Linked DNA regions of Sus scrofa: regions 2, 3 and 4 are each linked to region 1. Evidence: chromatin contacts called from public Hi-C and HiChIP or PLAC-seq data. All regions are on one chromosome and are shown on one strand. Each heading gives the region's core, a stretch centred on a gene start, on an enhancer-like site or on the middle of the called end of the contact. The rest is flanking DNA. Distances are from core to core; before and after follow the strand shown. Region 1 overlaps LIMCH1 (LIM and calponin homology domains-containing protein 1). Region 2 overlaps LIMCH1 (LIM and calponin homology domains-containing protein 1). Region 3 holds the start of LIMCH1 (LIM and calponin homology domains-containing protein 1). Region 4 holds the start of UCHL1 (ubiquitin carboxyl-terminal esterase L1 (ubiquitin thiolesterase)).

The links. A called contact is a pair of places that touch in the nucleus more often than the background predicts. HiChIP or PLAC-seq counts read pairs in DNA pulled down with a chosen protein or histone mark.
Region 2: an H3K27ac HiChIP or PLAC-seq map of skeletal muscle shows a contact between it and region 1, with 4 times the contacts expected there. The contact joins two enhancer-like sites. A contact is called at or near these places in 1 of 47 Hi-C or Micro-C datasets (embryonic fibroblasts) and 1 of 2 datasets of contacts at active chromatin or transcription factors (skeletal muscle).
Region 3: a Hi-C map of skeletal muscle shows a contact between it and region 1, with 5 times the contacts expected there. The contact joins the promoter of LIMCH1 here to the enhancer-like site in region 1. A contact is called at or near these places in 7 of 47 Hi-C or Micro-C datasets (brain, fetal skeletal muscle, omental adipose tissue and 2 more) and 1 of 2 datasets of contacts at active chromatin or transcription factors (skeletal muscle).
Region 4: a contact with region 1 is called in an H3K27ac HiChIP or PLAC-seq map of skeletal muscle, with 7 times the contacts expected there. The contact joins the promoter of UCHL1 here to the enhancer-like site in region 1. A contact is called at or near these places in 5 of 47 Hi-C or Micro-C datasets (embryonic fibroblasts, fetal liver, mesenchymal stem cells and 2 more) and 1 of 2 datasets of contacts at active chromatin or transcription factors (skeletal muscle).

Annotation. Positions count from the first base shown.
Region 1 is chr8:32,745,805-32,749,437 of Sscrofa11.1, reverse strand. All of the region lies in intron 21 of LIMCH1 (LIM and calponin homology domains-containing protein 1), which reads right to left. Among named protein-coding and RNA genes, the nearest start is that of PHOX2B, 99 kb to the left of the region's middle. Within about 2 kb of position 2,242, at least 9 of the 83 cell types and tissues checked have an H3K27ac peak or open chromatin away from gene starts, as enhancers often do. A contact at or near this core is called in embryonic fibroblasts and skeletal muscle, where this site is marked.
Region 2 is chr8:32,485,141-32,488,732 of Sscrofa11.1, reverse strand. All of the region lies in intron 1 of LIMCH1 (LIM and calponin homology domains-containing protein 1), which reads right to left. Among named protein-coding and RNA genes, the nearest start is that of LIMCH1, 54 kb to the right of the region's middle. Within about 2 kb of position 1,777, at least 5 of the 83 cell types and tissues checked have an H3K27ac peak or open chromatin away from gene starts, as enhancers often do. A contact at or near this core is called in skeletal muscle, where this site is marked.
Region 3 is chr8:32,431,274-32,434,708 of Sscrofa11.1, reverse strand. LIMCH1 (LIM and calponin homology domains-containing protein 1) reads right to left here and starts at 1,674. Exons shown (of 35, transcript XM_021101157.1): 1 at 1,172-1,674. The coding sequence starts at 1,267.
Region 4 is chr8:32,352,009-32,355,770 of Sscrofa11.1, reverse strand. It overlaps UCHL1 (ubiquitin carboxyl-terminal esterase L1 (ubiquitin thiolesterase)), which reads right to left and starts at 2,005. Exons shown (of 9, transcript NM_213763.2): 1 at 1,956-2,005; 2 at 1,826-1,837; 3 at 1,261-1,389. The coding sequence starts at 1,988.

The sequences.
Region 1 (3,633 bases), core at 993-3,492:
AGAACACTGGTGTTTCCAATGAATAGAAATAAATAACTATAAAGACTGAGCCAAAGCCTTCCCAGCCCAAACAGGAACAAATGAATGGACATATTTTATTAAACCCTAGATGCCATCAATTTTAATTATATTATTTTAGGTACTATTAAGAAAGAAAATACACTGCCTGTTAAACAGGACACACTATTTTTTATAAGCTATAATTTGATTTAGAGATGCTCAAATGTGGCAAGTGTACATGAAGTCCCATAATTCATGAAGTCCTTTAGATGTGATTTATAATGCAAAGGAGACAAAATCCTCAAGCACCACTTCACTAAGGACTATTTACTAGCACACCTCATTCCAGTAATGCAGAACTGCCACTTTCAGGAATGTCCATGTTTCTGGATGTATTTATTTTTTTCTTTTTTTTTGTCTTTTTAGGGGTGCACTCGTGGCATATAGAGATTCCCAGGCTGGGGGTCAAATCAGAGCTGTAGCTGCCAGCCTACACCACACTCACAGCAATGCTGGATCCTTAACCCACTGAGCAAACCCAGGTTCTCATGGGTACTAGTTGGGTTCGTTAACTGCCGAGCCATGATGGGAACTCCTCTGGATGCATTTCTCTGTGGCTTAACACTCAAACACTGAACACCCAGATGACCCAATTTCTCTTCGCTTAAAATGAAGGTTACATACTATTGTTACTGTAGCCACAATCAATATTTACTGTATTTACACGTGTCAGTATAATTATCTTCCTTAGTTCTCAGCACAAGTCTATTAAGTTTGTACCAATAAGATTCCCTTTATACACAGGTGAGGAAGCTGGGGCCCAGGAGGCTAAGCGACTTATCCAGTGTCATGCTGCTAGTAGGTGGGGAGGTGGGAACCCCGACTTGTGTGGGTAGCCTCAATGCTCCACCATCTGGGCTGGGAGTCACACCCACTTCCAAGTCATCCTCAGGTATTTAAAGGTTCTTGACCCATAAGAATGGGGCCAGAACCAGAGCATCCCAAGTTTATTGCTACAATGGTTCAAACTGCCTTTGCCACACCCTGTCCCTCTCATCCATTCGGGCTCATCCTTTCCTTTCGACCTCTCATCCATTTATCATGCAAAAGATGAGAACCCTCCAGAATCTCTCAGGACAGGGGGCAATTTAGCCATGTCTTCACTTCCCAGGGCAGTTGAGGCCAGACCACCGCAGCCATCCCCGCGTCTTGGAGCTTTCCATCCAAGCCAGGTTAGGGGTGGGGGTGGAGGTGTCCGGGGGCCCAGCACTGTATCTGGCAAAGAGCCAACATGGAATCCGTGCCAGGTAAGCCAATGTTAGATACAAGACTTATGGCAATTATACTCACAGGTTTCGTTTCAATGCATCCTAGTCACCCAAATCAGGCTATGACTAGCAAAATATTCAAGATAAATTAAGAGAAAAGGCAAGTTACAACAATGTGAATAACATGAGCCCATGTTAAAAAAAATATTATAAATACACCGAGAAAAAGAAGAGAAGGACACATTTTTGAAACTCTTGATTTCGGAGTGGCTGGAGTAAGAGGGAGCTTCCATTCTCTGTATGGTTTTCTGTATTCTGTTACATATGCACATAGACTGTATGGAATCAAAGGAAATCCCCAAAGCCAGTTGAATTAACTTCTGTCTGGATCCTCCATCCTGAAGGCTTGTTACTTCTGTACACCCATCATTACTGCAAAGGAAATGAGTTCGAAATTGGCAGTTTTAACCAGGGCGAAGAGACGCGGGAGAAACACACCCGCCTCGCTAGGAAATGTGCTTTCTGACCCACACTTCCCTTCGGTTACATCTGAACAGAAGAGATGCTTTCCCTTCTCCAACTGGTAACACTGCCTCAAGAATGAAAGCAAGTAAATAAAAACAGATCCCTGGACACGAATGAATGAGAGCATAGAGAGGTTACGGGCGCCCAAGCCAGGAGCTGGCTTTCCCTTGACTGAGGACAGCATCCAAACTGGCTCTGGTGCCAGACCGAGCCCTGAGGCCACGAGTGGGAGGTGACAGTCTCCTGGCTTGAGAGGGACGTGGTCCCTCCCGCCACAAATCTACCTGGCACGGGCTGCTCATTTTAACAAGAACCTTACTGGTGGACCAGTCCAGAGCCCAACTCTGAGGAATGAATTGGAAATACGGGGCAGGAGAGGAAGAATGGGGCTGCTTGAGGGGCCCTGCTTCTAGGACAGAGGATGGAGCTTGCACGAATCATTTCACCACCGAGGGCTGGAAGACGAGATGTCCAAGGTCCTTTCCTGAGCTACTATTCGGTGACTCAGAGTGATTTCCCGGCTCTAGTCTTGAATAACTCATCTGGACACCAGCCTGGAAAACCAGACTATTTATGTCTTGGCATCAGGACTCAGGTGCCACATAAGCCACGTGTGTGTTTCCCCTTTCACTTTTGTGTCACCAAATACCTATATTCACTGGACAAAAGAGGAGCTACATGCAGCCCTAGGCTCCCCACTCCTCAAACTTTTCAAACCATGTGCAGGTCTGATCCAGGTCAGATGGACTAGGTTTTTTTGTTTGCTTTTTTTTTTTTTTTTTTAATTGTCCCTTTCTTGCTTGCTTTCTTTCTCTTTCTTTCTTTCTCTTTTTTCCCTTTTCTTTTCTTTCTTTCCTTCTCTCTCTCCCTTCTTTCCTTCCTTCCTTTCTTTTGTTATGCAGGATAGGATAAGAACACTGACCTGGGTGATTCAAAATGGGCCATTTATCGTTACCAAAAACAGGAGACCTGCCATCAAACAATGAAGCCATGCAGATATCAGCCTTGGAGCATCTCCCTGGAATCTTTTTCCCATACAAATAAGGGGTCCTTGCCTGAAACCCATCAGAGGATCCAAATGCACCCCCTTAGACACTCAGGGTGTAGGAGGAAATTAGTGGCCTGGGGCAAGAGAATAGGGATCCCCAAACTGATCCACGATATAGGAATATAAGGAGAGACCCAGCTGTAGCCAGGGCCAGTCCCTACCCAAGGTGGCCTGCTCTCTCTGAGGGCATCGGTAAAACTTGCTGTACATTGCTACATAATTCTTTTTTCTTTTCTTTTGGTCTTTTTAGGGCTGCACCCACAGCATATGGAGGTTCCCAGGCTAGGAATCAAGATGTAGTTGCCAGCCTACGCCATAGCCACAGCAACGCGGGATCTGAGCCCTCTGTGACTTACACCACAGCTCAGGGCAACACCAGTGAGCAATGCCAGGGATTGAACCTGTGTCCTCATGGATACTAGCTGGGTTCGTTAACCTCTGAGCCATGACAGGAACTCCTGCTACCTGACTCTTGATTGCAAACTCCGAGGCAACCAGCAGGAGCGTTTTTCACTCCGGGCAACGGGCTCGGGGCAGTGGACTGGAGCCACTCATTAAAAGAGCCCAGGTCAGAGCTGCTACACTGCAGTGTTGGTTCAAGAGGAAATTCCCTCCAACCCAGAACTGCTCCCATCCTGAGCTGATTGCTCCTGCCTGGAGAGACCGCCTGCCTCCATCCCTACGTGGCAAGACCAGTGGGTCTATCCTTGTGCTCTTGCAGCTCCTCCAGGCCAGCACAACCTCCCGCCAGACTGCCTGTCTGCATCCTTGGGGAACGAAGCCTGCTGGCTC
Region 2 (3,592 bases), core at 528-3,027, 260 kb after region 1:
CGAGACGTAAAGTGGTTTGAGGGCAGATTCTTCAGGGGAAGGCAAAGAGGAACCACTGATAAAAGCAAGAGCAATTGGAACTGTAAGAAATCTTTCTTTCCGGCCACACCAATAGCACAGGCCCTAATGGAAGAGCAGAAGTAAACCGAGATGATGCAAATCTTAATTGAACCAAGAGAAGCTGTAGTGAGAATGCTAAGGCTGAGTTAACCAAGACAGGAGAGCTGAATCAAATGCTGTGTCAGATGCTATCTACAGGCCCTGGGATCATAAACACGGCCTCCCAAGGAAGTCTAAGGTATCAACTGGGCCTTGAATCACCACCTCCCTTCTTTCTGGAAGGCAATACAGTCAAAATGCATTCACCTTTGGGCTATTCTGCTTAAATCAGCCCTGTCTTTTTTTTCCCTGTGCTTTCATTCAGAATTTGATTTTTTTTTTTCTGGTTTACATAAAAGGATTTTGGTAGCCTAAGATATAAAGCCCTTCCATAGCTCCATTTTCAGCAATTCCTAACACAATACTCTTTCTTAGCTATTCTAAAGCAGATTAAAGAGACACCATCATGATTTTTTTTCCTCTTTCATTTTTAAGGAATTTAAATCAAAGCAACTGCACTGGAGGAAAGGCTTTAATTAAAAGGACCAGAACTTCCAGTTAAAGAATAAGTCACAGGGATGTAATGCAGAGCATAAGGAATATAGTAACAGTATTGTGATAACTTTGTGTGGTGACAGATGGTAACTAGACTTAGTGGTAATCATTTTGTAATGTATAAAAAATACCGAATCACTATACTGCACATCTGAAACGAATGTAATATTGTAAGTCAACTCTACGTCAATTTTTGAAAAAGAGGAAATGAGTTTCCATCCTGGCTCAGCAGAAATGAATCTAACTAGGAGCCATGAGAACAGGTTCGATCCCTGGCCTCACTCAACGGGTTAAAGATTTGGCACTGCCCTGAGCTGTGGTGTAGGTCACAGATGCAGTTCAGATCTGGCGTTGCTGTGGCTGTGGCATAGGCCAGCGGCTACAGCTCTGATTCGACCCCTAACCTGGGAACCCCTGCATGCCATGGGTGAGGCCCTAAAAAGACAAAAATTAAAAATAACAAAAAGAGGGAAAAAGTAAGTAAAATCCAGGATAAACCCCTGTTGAATTTTAGCATAAACAGTTGCACACAACTTTATAATGTTTAGACTAATAAAAAGCACAGTACCACAGAAGAGGGAATCAAGTTGGCTATTACTCCCCTCAATCAACTCGTAACAAGAAAACTAACTTAACATTAGCCCTTCTGATCGGAATGAGTAAACAGGGCAATTTTCACATTGTTTCAAATTACACTGCAGCTGTAAAACCTGGCAACATTATTGAAGGAAAAGAGCCAAGAATGGACTTCTAAAGGATTACTACAGTGGTACTGTATTATGACATAATTTATAGGAACCGCCCATCGGTTAATTTCAACACAATTTCTGAACAAAAACTCAACCAATTTATAGCTATCGAATCTTTACCCTTCCTCATTTAGGTATAAATGACAGCTTTTTAGTGACAGCAAGGAGACCTAAATTGTTTATAAAGATTAATCAAATCAGTCAATATTTACCCGTTCCCCGTTTATTACTCATTATCCCTGGATACATTTTCTGACTCACCTAAATTGTGTATTGTTCAAATCTGAAATGTCATAATGGAAATAGTCTACTAGTAGCATCAATCCCCTTGACGTTCTAGGCCCAGAGGAGCCCCAAGGAAGGTTGTTTGCTGAATATTTCCTAATGCACTGATTCAAAATTCAAGCCGTGGATTTCAGATGCTCATGAGTAATAATGAATCAAATGTCATTGCTTACTAACAATGTTTGCTTTTTTTTAAATTTGGCATGAAAAATAAGCCAAGGCCTGGCATCACTACAAGATTAAGAAGTCATATCACAGGATTGCAAGGCAAGTTTCCAAGGTTAAGCAATTAAAAAAAAAAGAAAAGTTCCCCAATTGAAGTAAGCACACTCTCCCATACTGACCTACACAACCCATGCTGACCAAGACGGAGCTAGTAAATGCCATAAAACACTTTTAATCAGGATACAGATGCAGACAAATTATTCTGGGCCATTGGTTCCTGCAGCTAAAGTGAAAATCCTTAATTCGAAGACCAATTTGCTGATCATTCTTGGAATTTATCAGAGAAACATCAGGACCAATTTAAGTGCTAGAAGATTCCATAGCAATAATTGTTGGCCCAACAATTGTTCCATCTTGGAAGCTTACCTTCAGTGCAGTCCAAGTGAACTCCCAAAAGTTCAAACCATCACAGATGTTTAAGAAAGGCCTAAACAAAGTGAAGATGCTATTTCAGGCAAAAGCAACATCTATTGACTCGACTATTCTTTTTGATTCCATAGATTCACACAAGAAACAACCCTATTTAGTTTTTATTTCTTATCCATTCCCTACTTTTGCTCAGAGCAAATAGATACTACATAGTTAGCAACAGGAGAAAAAATGGAAAAGCCAACAATTTTAATGTGAGAATGTGCCTATTTTGAGAGTCAGCAGGAAGTACTGGCTGTGAGAAATTTGACAAGAAATTTGGACAAGTTTCTTGACTAGTCGGAGTCTCGGTTTCCTCATTTCTGAAATGGGATAGTAATAGGTGTCGTTAGCCTGTGATAAGTACAAAACCGCACACAGCAGTTGTGTTATACTTGCATGAAGTTAGAGAAATCCAGCTACACAGATTCCACAGGGAGTTTCTACGAGGATATCTTAGGATGAGCCTTTTACTGCACTGAGTGGGATGCTAGCATTAAAAGGTATCCCCTTTTCAATATAATTGGCCCCTTGGTGCAAATCACCTATTAATTCATGCAACACATGTATACTGATCACTCTTCCTGGCCTTGGGATACAGCAGGGAAGGAAAGCAACAAAATCCTTGGAGGTAACATTCTAAAGCTCAACTACTGGGAGCTTGGGGTTAAGAGATGCAAACTATTGCCTTTGGAATGGATTAGCAATGAGATCGTGCTGTGTAGCATTGGGAACTATATCTAATCACTTATGATGGAGCGTGATAATGGGAGAAAAAAGAATGTATACATGTATGTGTAACTGGGTCACCATGCTGTACAGTAGAAAAAAATCATATTGGGGAAATAACAATAAAAAAATTTTTTTCATAAAAAAAAAAATAAAGCGAACTGAGGAAGAGTGGCCATTAAGGTATTTCAAGGATAATTTTCATATACACATTTTCACCTTATCTACAGACTTAAAGTTTAAAACCTGATCCTGGGAGTTCCCGTCGTGGCGCAGTGGTTAACGAATCCGACTAGGAACCATGAGGTTGCGGGTTCGGTCCCTGCCCTTGCTCAGTGGGTTAACGATCCGGCGTTGCCGTGAGCTGTGGTGTAGGTTGCAGACGTGGCTCGGATCCCACGTTGCTGTGGCTCTGGCGTAGGCCAGTGGCTACAGCTCCGATTCGACCCCTAGCCTGGGAACCTCCATATGCCGCGGGGAGCGGCCCAAAGAAATAGCAAAAAGACAAAAAAAAAAAAAAAAAAAAAAAAAAAAAATAAAAT
Region 3 (3,435 bases), core at 425-2,924, 310 kb after region 1:
GGGTGGTTTCCGCAGACAGCTCAGCAGATTTAAATCTGTACCATCTAGCTCTGTTACTCCAGCAGCATCAAGATGTGAGGTGCCACACGGAGTGTCAGTTAAGTGACAAGTCTGAGTACTAACATGCTTCACCGTTGCTAGATCATGACTTAGCCGTACATCTCTTCCTTTAAACTACCAGGGAGGGAGAGCAGCTTGTCCCTGAGGAAAGAGGGCCAAAATGCACCTTCCGCTGAGCCTCAAGAAAGGCCGCCCGCGGAAACAGAGGCTCACTGCACAGGTCACAGGGGGTCACCTTTCCCCCTCGCGCCCCGCAAGAGTCCTGACCCCCGCAGACACGTCTTTTCAGGGGCACAGGACCACCAAGCTGCATTTACAGATAGACATCGAGAATCAGGATCGCCCAGGGATCGCTTCCTGGACTGAGCCGAGAGCTCCAGTGATTTCCCTAGCCTGCCACCGAGTCATTTAAGAAGTAAAATATGCCAACGGGGCCCGGTACTCGGCCCCTGCGAGCCCGCCCCACCGCCTCTCGGATGGAGTAGGGGCTGCCGATGTTTGGTCTGCGCGGATGGCGCTTTCGCAGGTGGGTCTAGCAGGCTCCCCGGCCCTCTGTGCTATGCCAGCCTCACACCTGACCCAGTGCCAAGAATACAGCCCGAGGGTCCAGTGGGTACGCGCTTCCGTGGTGATATACACAGCTCTGCTTCCCAAGGGCAGGGAGGGGGCACCAACCGGCAGAATAGGACGTGGAGCAGGCCCTCTCCCCCGCCCCCCGCCAAATGCGGCCTCGGCAAGGACTCCGGAGGCTCTCGCTTAATGCGCCTTTGCGGCGCTTGGGCTCGCACTGCGCTTCCCGTGGCAGCGCCTGGAAGCGGCAGGAGCTGAGATTTGCGCTGCTGGCGGGCAGGAGGGATGGAGGCGCAGAGGACCGCTTCCTGCCCCCTACATGCACAGCGAGCGCAGTGTCCCCACTTCGCGCCCACCCTCACCCAAGTCGCCAGTACCAAAGCGTCAGAGAATCACAGCTCGCTCGAGGCCCTGGCGGGTGACCTGGCGCAGCTGGCAAAAGAAAGTGGGGGGAGGCGAGGCTCGACCTGTCGTCCGTGTGTGCGCGGGTCAGGGGCTCCGGGCGCCCCTGCAAGGCCGCCCGCCAGCCGCGGGCACCTACCTCGATCCACTTCTGCGCCTCGGAGAAGGCGGGCTCGGGGGGCGGCTCGGGCTGCAAGGGCTGAAGAGCTTCCAGACCGAGAGCGGGACAAGCCATTTGCGAAGCCCCGCGTCCACTCGAGCGCTGGGCCGCCGGGATGAGGACGGCCGCCGCCGCCGCTGCCGCCGCAGGAGCGCGCTCCCCGCCCCTTCCCGCCCGCCCGTTCTCCGGCTCTCCTCCCCCGCCGGCCCCTCCTCCGCTCGGCGCAGGTCCCCGCGGAGAGCCGCGCTGCCGCCGAGGACGCCGCCGCAGCTGTTCCCAGAGCCGCCCGGCTCGGCCGCGCCGCGAGTCCCCGCGGGAGCGAGCGCCGAGGCGCCGGGAGCTCCCTCTACCCCCACCTCCGCTCCGCCCCCCGCCCCGGGCGGGGTGTCAGCCACCGGCTAAAAATAACCGAGAGTGAGCACTGGGTGTCTCCCTCCCTGCCCACGACGCGACCGGGACAGGGACTCGGGCCAGCCGCCCCGCGCACGTCCCCGCGCCGGGCTGTCCCGGGAGAGGCGAGCGAGCCCGGCGCACGCGTCCCTGGGGAGCTAGTGCTGCCGCAGCAGGACAGTGGCCGCCCGCACCTGCAGTCCCCTCCCACTACGCGCCGCAGCAGCGGCAGTGGTGGCAAGAGGGGCAGCCCTCTAACCTGGTGCCAGGGATGTTCAATCGCCTGATCTTTTTGGAAGGGGGAAAACAAAAAAGATAAGCGACCTTTATGAGCCTTTTTCTCTCCAGGCACGCTACCTGTGTCCCCGTCTGTTGATTAATTTAACTCATCATTTTTGTGCACCTACTGTGTGCCAGGCACTGAAGTAGTCGCTGGGGACCCAGGGATGACAGAAAGAAAGAACGAGAGGGAGGGAGGACTCCAGGACCTAGCCCTCAAAATAATTATATTCTAGAGAAAATGGGGTCAAACAAAAGAAGGTAATTGTGGAGAGTGATGCTAAGAAGGTAAAAGCAGAGAAGAGAAATTATGACCTGGGAAGAGAACATTGGCTAGCTTCAAATAGTCTCTCCACCTTCACGGTGGGAGGGACCTGGGAGCCCAAGTTCCCTTCAACGGAAGGAGGCAGGAGGTCTGCAGGCTGGAGGAGAGGGAAGTGGGGATATTTATGCCCCCTCTTACTGCAAAAGGCTGGAGGATTTGGCTGCACCGCTCCAGTGAAGGCTGCAGTTTGTGTTCTCTGAGGTGCTCTGTCGCCTCTTGTCCTACGGCGGCGTGTCCCCAGGCCCAGTGGTAGCAAAGGCATCCCCATCCCATGTTGATTTTTGGCCTGCCCACTTCCTGCTAGTGGTCTCTTCATAAACTCTCCTCAGGCACCCCCAAATGAGCCTGCCTTCTGTTTTGCATGAGAGCCCAACTGATGATCAAGAAAGGTTTTTCTGACAACATGACGTGGTGAGGTGACAGGAAGGAGAAAGAAAGATGTTAACGATGCAAAAATCTGGAGAAACATTTCCAGATGGGTATAAAGGCCTTCAGGTAGAAATGAGCTTGGTGCAGGTCATGGAATCCACAGAAGGCCAGTGTGACAGGGATGACAGGCCCGATTGGGAGGGGGGAAGGCCACCCCGCAGTGGACAGGGCAAGAAGTCCGTGGGTGCCTCAGCAGCTAAGTCTCTCTTCCTGTTCAGAGTCCAAGTTTAGCCTTTGTCTAATTCTGCTGCTATAATAAGGGGATAGAACAAAAAACAGGCCTGAAATTCCACTATTACTGGCTTTGGAGTCAGACAGCCTTCAGTTTATTTACTTTTAAAACACTTATATGGCACTTGAATTGTGCCAGGCACTGTTTTAAGTGCATTACAAATAATTGACTAACTCATTCCCTAGTCCAACCCTGTAAGATAGACTATTTCCATCCCTAGGAAAAAACCAGGGGACAGAGAAGGGGGTGTCACACAGCTGGTGAGCAGCACAGCCCTGATTCAAGCCCAGACAGACTGGCGCCAGATCTGCCCTTAACCGCACACCGAGCTGCCTGGCCAGTAGTCCCCATCCAGACTCTGCCACTTACAAGATGTGCCTCAGTTTCCTTATCTCAAATGAGGTTGAAAGGGCAACATTTCAGGAAATCATTGTGAGGGGCCACCAGGAGTTGTGAATGGGAAAGGACCAAAGCTGGGCCTGCCATATAAGCAGTGCTGATGGTTCCTTCCACCCTGCCTTCCAAAAAGCAGGGGAGGAGTTCCTGTCGTGGCACGGTGGTTAACGAATCCGACTAGGATCCATGAGG
Region 4 (3,762 bases), core at 756-3,255, 390 kb after region 1:
CCCGAGTCATCATGGTTCCTCTAATAAGAAACCCTCTGTGAGAGGCTCAAATAAGAGAGAGACTGTTGCATTTGATTTGTTCAGCGGGGAAGCCAATTTGACTTGCAATCATCTGGTAGCTCCATTTTCACCTAAATAAAGGCTTTGGCGATAACAAACATGACAATGGGATTATCTTGATAGCTTTAACAAGCATTTTTAACCCAGCAAGTGTTGAACCTTAGCCTATTTACCAGGAGGACCGCCTGGAACTTCCCATAGGGCTTAATTTATGCTGAGGATGCTTCTAGAACTCCCTGCCTTAGAGTGGTGCAGTAGTTAAACTCATTCTGTTTGGAACAATGCCCCATATGCCAATGCCCCAGGTTTTCCCAAAGCAAATTTCAGTCACTCCTAAATCAGGGATCAAGTCACAGCAACCAGAGACAGACAATACCATGCTCATTAGTGGGACTCCATACAGCCAAGACATCAGTTAGCTCAGCTACCTTTTTATACCTGATCCTCAAATCTCTGAAGTACACACATCCACACACCCTTGGAGGAGGAGGACCATCTAAAGGAAATGAAATGGTATTTTCAAGACTGGTCTAGTGCCCACTGAACTACAAAAAGAAAAGAGAGAAGAAGGTTCCTATGCCCGAGCTACACACCAATGATTAAACGTTTAAGAAAAACACATAGGAGCAGGTAAAAACCAGGTGTGCATATTTTAGGGACTGAAGGAGTGGGAAGAAACCCACTGAAGACCCAGGCAGTGGAGGTGGAGCATTAAAGAACCTATTGTTTTCTTCTGGTTTAGGCAAGCCATCCCCCTCCATTTTACAGCTAAGTAGGAGTCTGAGAACCAAACAATAAAAGTGACAGGTCACAGCCCTTAAAAGGAAAACCACCAGCCATTTCTTGTTATGGAAGACTCAGAAGAGCCTAGGTTCAGCCTGTACTCAGGAGCAGGATGAACTGCCTTCCTGCATAATTAGGATGATGGAGATGCCGCTTCTCCTCCAAATTTAAGGCAATGCCGGATGTATGAGCGAGGAGACAATAAACTCTAGCATCACACCAGGACCCCCAATAAGTAGGTACCACCGAGAGATCGGTCCCCCCACCCCCGATCCCCCAAAAGAAAGGATCAATGTGCCAGGTCTAGGCGCCCAGGCCAGCCTGGTAGGAGAGCCTACACCGCCCTTTGCGCCTCACTCTGGTTTGGGAGCAGCGCGCACACTGCAGGGACTGCGCACCCCGGGCCCCACGCCCTACCTGGGCCGTGAGGGGAAAGAGCAGCAGCAGCGCGCAAGCAGGTGCTGGCACCGAGCCCAAAGACTCCTCCTCCAGTCCCAGCACGTCCGCGAAGCGCCAATGGCCGGCGACCCCGAGCCTTGTCAGCACCTGAGGAGAGGAAACAAGGCCACCAGGCGCGGACACTGGCCAGCGGGTGGTACCTGCCGGGAGGCGCGCAGGATCCACACCCTTGCGCCCCTACCCGCGGCCTGGGAGGAGCCCGGGACCCGCCCCACCCCGCCCCCAACCCGGGCCGGGCGCAATGACACAGCACAAAGCGCTGCCCACACGTGGCTCCCGCGACGCCGGGGCACCCGGGTCTGCGCCGCCCGCGCCACGCCCTCGGGAGCTCTGCTCGGGGGCTCGCATCTGAGCCCAGCCTTCTCCATCCCACCGCCGACCCGTTTCGCAGAGTCATCGCCGGACCTGATGCAGGGGCAGAGGGAGGGCGCCCCAGCCCCACCGCCTCTGGAGCGCGCAAGGCGCCGCTCAGCCCCTGCGCCTCCAGGGGAGGGGGAGAGAGGCAGCACGAGCCGTCACTCACTTTGTTCAGCATCTGAAAGGCAAATGCAAAGAAAAAAATGCAAAAATAAAAGCAGTCAGCGATACCGCTACCTGGTGAGGGCTGACCCTCGGCCCTACACTCCCTGGGTAACCGTGCACCTGACACTCACCTCCGGGTTAATCTCCATCGGTTTGAGCTGCATCTTCGCAAAAGCCGAGAGGAACCGCAACCCAAAGAAGACGAAAAACAGCAAGTGGAGCCGCCCAGCCTGCCGCTATAAAGCGCCGGCCTGACGCACTGTGGGTGCCTGCGCAGGGGGAGCAGGGGCAAAACCAAGCGAGGGGAAACGGTCAGTCGCCGCCAAATGGGCGCGAACCCCCCCATACGCAGCACGGAGTGGTACCTCCAAGCCCCCAAACCTTGCAGTCTCACTTGCTGGTGAGATAATCTGGCGGTTGTGGAGATGTGTTTTGTTGGTGGGCGTTCCTTGAGTGTGTGGAGCAGTCCTTGTGATGGAGTCTAATTTTTCGCGAAGTTTCTGGAAACCCATGCATTTGGCCATGCCAGTTAGCCGAAAGCTTAGGGTCTCTGAAGCATTGAAAAAAACAAATTCAACAGGTATATATTTAATATGAATATAAATATGTCTCCCAAATCTTGCAGCAGTTTGCATTTGACCTTCGACAATTCATCCTCCATGTTCAATCAAACCAGTACCGAGGTTCGTTTTTAATTGACTGCCTAGAATAAAACAGTCTGTGATAAAGCAGATATTGCATTAGTAATGCTGATGTAATGCGACTCCCAAGGAAGAAATGGTTGGTCTTGGGGAAGCGGTAGAGACCTGGGAGATGCGACTGTAATATCCAGCACACGCCGAGGAGGCAGGCTGTTGCAGACTTTAGGAGACAGATCTAGGAGAAAGACAGGTGTAATTTCAAGACAAGAGGCTGTAAAAGGAAAAACATTTTTTTAAAGAATAGGAGCCTTTGAAAAATAAAATTTTAAGTTCACCATAGAATAGTCCCAGTGAAAAACAAAGGTAATGGCCGCTAAAGAAACCACCGTTCTCTAATGATCTCAGGTGGGGTTTGAGAGTTTTTCCACCACCATGTTCAAAAGATGGAGACAAATAGCATATGCCTAAGAATGAATAAAAAGCACAACAATATCTGTAAGAATAGTGCAGGAAAGTGAAACCTCAGCATGAAGTGGGGCTTGCTGAACACTAAGGACATAAGAAGGTTGGGTATTTTTTCACTTATGCTCAGAACAAAATAATGATGATGGTGAACGAATAGACCTATCTTTTAGGGGGCCTGAGATTAAAAGATGACAGAGAGAAGGGACAGAATCTGCTTTTTTGTGACAATTACTTCTAACAGTGGCTAAGTTTTTTTTTGCATGTGATTTCATTTAAACCTTAGAGGAGCCAGTGAAGAAACTCTTCTCAGTGCAGTTTTACAGCTCAGAATCTGTGGCTTAGAAAGGTTAATTTGTTTTAAGATCATGACTGAAAAGTAAAACTGAGAAGTAAATTCCGGTAAATTGGGCTCAAGGAACTCATTCTCTTTTCAAAACTCTACTACATTCCGCTTCTATTTTCTTCCCATTTTTACCATCAGAAAAATGACCTTCACATGGAAAATGAGAGAGGAAAAGACATTAGTAAGAAGAACTTAATGGATGAATTTTATGGTATGTAAATTATGCCTCAGTGAAGTTTTTGGTTTTTGTTTGTTTTTTTGTTTTTTGTTTTTTTTTAAAGGCTTAAGGAGTTCCCTTGCTGCATGGCTGGTTAAGGATTGGGCATTGTCACTGCAGCAGCTTGGGTCACTTGCTGTGGCACAGGTTCAATCCCAGACCTGGGAATATCTATGTGCTGTGGGTGCAGCCAAAAAAATTATTGATTAATTAATTTAAAAACTTAAAAAGCTTGAAAGCTGTGACAAGTGAATAGTAGTACAAGAATACCT